Regions from separate parts of the Mus musculus genome. Here region 1 is linked to region 2. Evidence: chromatin contacts called from public Micro-C data. All regions are on one chromosome and are shown on one strand. The core of a region is the stretch at or near the end of the contact, and the rest is flanking DNA. Distances in the headings are between cores, read along the strand shown. Region 1 has its middle 11 kb from the start of Gm40452. Region 2 overlaps Tead1 (TEA domain family member 1).

The links. Hi-C and Micro-C count contacts between places; a contact is called where the count stands out from the background.
Region 1: a contact with region 2 is called in a Micro-C map of embryonic stem cells, with 1.6 times the contacts expected there. The contact joins two enhancer-like sites. A contact is called at or near these places in 3 of 484 Hi-C or Micro-C datasets (all in embryonic stem cells) and 1 of 115 datasets of contacts at active chromatin or transcription factors (pancreatic cancer cells).

What each region holds. Positions count from the first base shown.
Region 1 is chr7:113,037,997-113,040,696 of GRCm38.p6, forward strand. No RefSeq gene overlaps it. Among named protein-coding and RNA genes, the nearest start is that of Gm40452, 11 kb to the right of the region's middle. Within about 2 kb of position 1,390, at least 43 of the 459 cell types and tissues checked have an H3K27ac peak or open chromatin away from gene starts, as enhancers often do. A contact at or near this core is called in embryonic stem cells, where this site is marked.
Region 2 is chr7:112,683,762-112,686,461 of GRCm38.p6, forward strand. The region is part of intron 1 of Tead1 (TEA domain family member 1); the gene reads left to right. Among named protein-coding and RNA genes, the nearest start is that of Tead1, 5.8 kb to the left of the region's middle. Within about 2 kb of position 1,285, at least 52 of the 459 cell types and tissues checked have an H3K27ac peak or open chromatin away from gene starts, as enhancers often do. A contact at or near this core is called in embryonic stem cells, where this site is marked.

The DNA.
Region 1 (2,700 bases), core at 140-2,639, 350 kb after region 2:
TAACTGCTACGTGTACAGTTGCCACACCACTTCCTTCCCTGTGGGGCTACTTCTCTCCCACTCAAAAACCACATCAACTGCTTTTCTCAACAAACCCTTAAGGAAGTCTTTCCTTTGGATCCTGGTTCTATCATGGCGGGGAAGTTACCACGGCAGGAGTGTTAGGCAGCTGGCCAGTGTGTCTGAACTCAGGAAGCAGAGAGGGATGCTGGCTGGTGGTCCACTTACTTCATCTTCTTTATTCATCCCCGGACCCCAGCGAGGGAATGAGGTCACTTACACTTAGGGTGGGCTATCCCACCTGAGTTAACCCAATGTCAACACTCCCTCCTACAGGAGTCCACAAGCTTGTCTCCCAGGTAACCAAGAGCCCGAGATTGAACTGTCAGTCAGTATCAGCCACCTCAGCGACAGTGACTCATGCTTCCACAGAAGCGCACAATTCAGACTTTGGATGAGGCTCCCAGACATTCCTTTATAAGATTTACTTTTGAAATCACACCTCGGCAGGCACAAGGGAGTCGGATTCCCTGTAGCTATGAGTCAATGGTTGGTCTCAACTTTTTATTATGCTTCATTTGTTCTCTCCTCTCTCTTTCTCTCTCTCTCTCTCTCTCTCACACACACACACACACACACACACACACACACACACAGGGAGAGGAGAGGAGAGGAGAGGAGAGGAGAGGAGAGGAGAGGAGAGGAGAGGAGAGGAGAGGAGAGGAGAGGAGAGGAGAGGAGAGGAGAGGGAGAAGATACCTGTGTAGGCCAAAGGTATTGGGTCCCCTAAGCTGGAGTTACAGATAGTTGTAATCTGTCTGATATGGATGCTGGGAATGGAACTTGGGTCCTCTGGAAGAGCAACAAATGTCCTTAACCACTGAGCCATCTCTCCAGCCCCACATTAACCTGGTTTTAGAAAGTTTTATTTTATACCCAAGGTTAATATCCTCTTCCCTCAGTCTCCCAAGTTAGCCCCAGTCTAAAACTATGACCTCAAACATCTGAAATGTAAATTATGAAGCCACAGAAGGGGAAGGGTCCTGCTCCTTGGTGGCCGAAGGCTGCTTGTCCTTTTCTTGCATCATGCCATATAACTGGGTCAAGAGGCTAGCAGGAGAGTATTACAACATGTTTGCCTGAGACATGGATTTCTTTTGCTTCAAGTCAAGCGTGGTCACCAGCATTCATTTGTCAGGGTGGTAAGGCTCATCTTTCATGGTCAAAGTCAAGACCCAGACCCTTCCAGAGGACCTAGCCTAGAATAGTAGCAGCCCCTGTGACAAAAAAAATTGTAGTACACATCCCCAGGCCACTGCCATCTGGTCAGCCACCACAACACACTTGCTAGGACACATTGAGAACTATTTCCTCTTGGTTTCACTTGCAAGGCAAGGGAGGGAGGCCTGCTTTCTTCAGCAGCCCAGCCTCTGACTCTCCTCCTGAAGAACCCTGGAGGGATGTGAGAAACCAGAGGAGATTACAGTCTGTCCCCATTGCACAGAACAATAGGGGAATACAAAAGGAGTAGAAGAGGAAACCACTGACCTTCTAGCTTCCGGGTGGTTGTCAGCAGGGCCTGGAACCTTTCAGGAAGGCATTAGCTTTTCTTTGCTTTTCCAACTTCTGCCCTTTTCACTGTGGAGTGTGGATATTTAATCAGTTTGCCTTCCTCAGAGGAGGGCCTCTTCTTCAGGGATTACAGGCCTGCACTGTATCCGATTTTTCTCTTACAGTTTTCCCTTGTGGTTTTCCAATATCTTTGCTTTGCCCTTCTTTCTCCCTTAGCTGAAGGATTTGCAAGGTTTTTCTGTAAAGATCCTACACAGTGAATAGGGTGCACACGTCCCTGGTGCTCAGTCCTGCTGTCCTAGCAGAAGCAGCCATGAGTGACATGCTCATGAGTGTCATGGCTGGTCCAATAATGCTTCATACAGTCAACAAACAAGTCAGATCGAGACATCCCTTGTCTCAGCTTTCCCCATCACAGAGTCTTTTGCATTGAGGTGGGGGTGGGGGAGGGTCATGGTCAGCAAGCCAACACCATTCTGCTAAGACAGATTTCTAAGAAAGCTGCTTTTCTTGTCTCTTCCCTTAATGTGAGCTGGAGCCTTGGTGGGCAGCAGCCATCTGTCACACGAAAGTTACAAGGATGTGGATGAAAGCGTGCATCTAAAGGTGACAGAGCAGAAAGACAGGTGTGGGGGAGAGACTCTACCCCATGACACCTGACTGTCAGTTTCTTTCTTGTTGTAGCTCGGTACAATCTTAGTAGATACAGAATAAAAACTATAGGGGTGCAATGAAAACTGTGTTTTTTAAACTTTCTATTGATTCTCTGTGAATTCCACACCATGCACCCCAACCCCACTCTTCTCCCTGCCCCTTCATATCTGCCCTCGCAATCTCTGGCCAAAAGAAAAGAAAGCAAAAACCCTAAACTAAAGAAACAAACAAAACAACAACGAAGATCTCATGGTGGAAGCTGTAGTGTGCTATGCCCTTTTATTCAGACAGCTTTTGTTGGCATCAGGACATCCCAAACCTATGACATCACATAGGTGACAGCACAACCTGCAACCTGCAGATCAGTTGCCAAGACAACAGGCACCATATTCCCAGCATCCACTTGGCTCACCTCCCACCTTTACCTGTGTTAAGTCATTTTCCATATAAATAAGGAGAAAGCCCCTTCCTCAC
Region 2 (2,700 bases), core at 35-2,534:
ACGATTTCATTAGCTTTTTGTTCGTTTTTTGAAGCAGGTCCCATGTATGAGACCTTCAGCTTATACTGTGTAGCTGAGCATGATCCTGGATGCACGATCTTCATTCTTCTGCTGCTCATGTGCTGGAGTACAGACCTGTTACCCATGCTGGGTTTATATTATACCCTTCCTTGGGATCACACTCTGGTCTCATGATAGCGCCTGTCACAACCCCTGTAACAACTGAGCCACATGTCAACCCCGTATTAACATTTTTTTAATGGTGAAAGATAGAGCGTTGGGAAATGAGCTTAAGACTTAAAAGTGGACTAATTTACTGATGAAGAAGTTGAGGGTCCACCTCTGCAGGGGGAAGTTCTGGGAGCTTCTCGGCATCTGACACGTTTGTCTGTACTGAGACCTGGGACTACCCAGCAGTACTGATGGGTAAACTGAAAAACTGCTCACCATGGTGAGAAATGTTAGTTATGTGGGAACACACTGAACTTATATTCTCTGGCATGAACTTTTAAAAAAAATATATCAACTCTACTGACTTCTTAAAAAAATTATAGACACAGCTTTCTAATTATCATAATTCAGTTCAGCTTTGCTCTTGGATAGAGTTCAAGTGCAATCTCAATTTAACTTGAAAGGAGATTTTAAATCTGAGACTGTTTAAGAAAATTTGAGAAGTTCATCCAAGAATGTTGTCCACTTAGGTATGGGGCTGGTGTCACAGATGAAACCAGTATCTTTCTGCCGAAGCTCTGCTGTGAGGATTGAGGGAGAGCCTTCTGCCTGCATTTTTGCTTTGAACCACCTTGAGCTCCTGCATCTTAGGGCAGCTTTAATGTCACCTGACACTGTAGCTGCAGAGTTCTTATTGGGAACCAGTGTCTTTTTTCCCCTAATAGGTAGTCAACTAGATAAATGAATATTTTATGATCATCTGCAAAGACAGGAAACCCTCTGAGAAGATACATAATTTGACCAAAGTCCGGGTCGGTCTGTCATGCCAACCCAAGCCTTTGGAAGGCGATACCTGTTTGTCTTCACACCATGACTTCCTGATGGCTTTGACAGCATCCATTTCAGTGCCCCATATCCTAGAATTTTGCTATGACTTTACTGTCTTTTTCAAGGAAAACGGAGTTAATGAGGAAAGGCCAACTTGGATGGCCGGTTTCCTACTGCCGAAGTGCATAGAGAACCCACAGAAACCAAATGACTTCATTTGCTCTGGCTCCGAAGAACTGAATTCACTTCTACAGCGGTGGAATAAAAGAAGCCAAGTGTTTTAAATAGCCACTCCCCGAGGCCCGCCTGGCCAGAGTGTTTTTTGAGAAAAGAGCATTGTCTGCTCCTGAGCTAGCTGGGAGCCCGCCCGCTCACCCTCCCCCACCAGCCATGTTCTAATTCTGAAGTTGACATCTGCTTTTCTTGTTCACCTGATCTGTTCCCATCCACAAGCACATACATGTCGCACGTCCATGTGCATTCTGCAGGTAACCCTGGTGTCTGACACGAAGCGTGTGTGGTGTGTGTTTCAAGTCCCCGCCGGGGACACACAAAGCTAACGACACAAAATAAAATGTAAACACTATAGCCGGGCGGGCGGCATGCCTCTGCTGCTGAGCTTCTGTCCCACCACGGTGCTTTCTGGGCAGACAAGCCTATTGTTGTGGCAGCAACAGGCAGCAGAAGTTGGGGCACCATATGGTCCATGAGGGCCTCAGATAAGCTGTCTACTGAGTCAGCTTATCAATAGCACTTTGATATGCCTTGTTTTTCAGATCACCCATCACCCTGGCAGGGGTGTTCTGGGGCCTGATTCCCAAACCATTGTGAGCCCTGTTTCCTTTGGAAGGATTTCTTTCAGTCCTTTCCCCCTCGCTGCCTCCTCACCTCGGAGCCTCTCCAAGACAATAGTGGTTAAAGTCAGTTTCCCATCAGCTGAAGGGATGAGGATGCTGGCTCGAGTTGGTTGCCGTTGCAGACCAGCAGAGAACAGGATGCCAGTGTTCATTTTCACACTGGTAGAGCTAAGGGTTCCCTTAATTCAGAGTCTGCTTTTGCTTTATGTACTAATGAGATAACATGGCTGATATTTCTAGTGTGTTGAAAGGTTTCTGTTAGTCATGCTGAAAACTTCCCTAATTTTCTTTCACCTTCATCACGAAGTGCAGAAATGAATGACATGTATGTCTGGAAAGGGCCAGGGATTTGGAGACAGGAAGCAGCTTATTTTCTTAACCAGGAATTATTAAGGAATGCCTCTAGAATATCATTTAGGTGTCCGGCAAAGCTGAATGCAAGTTGGAATCACCCCATTGGTGAGCTTGCTGGGGCTGCAGGGCTCTGTGCACACATGACATGGTTTAGGATGTTTGGCCCTGCACATGACCACTGAGTTACCAGCTGCTGAGCAGATGTTTTTGCCTCAGTTACACATGCCTGGGAAGTTACGGTGAGACCCTTTTCCCATCACCTCCCCACCTGTGTGCACCCCTACCCTTCAGGTCCCTCACCTGTTTTTGAATTTTGACATTTGGATTTGTAATTGAGGGCACACAGACCCACTTAGAGGCTGATTTCTGCTTCATACATTGGTCAGACTCTACTTGTGCCGTAGAGCCTGAAGGGCTGGGTTCCTCAGAAGCCTGAGAACCTAGCAGACCTCTGAAGACATCTCCTCCCGAGAGGGGACTGTGTCTTTGC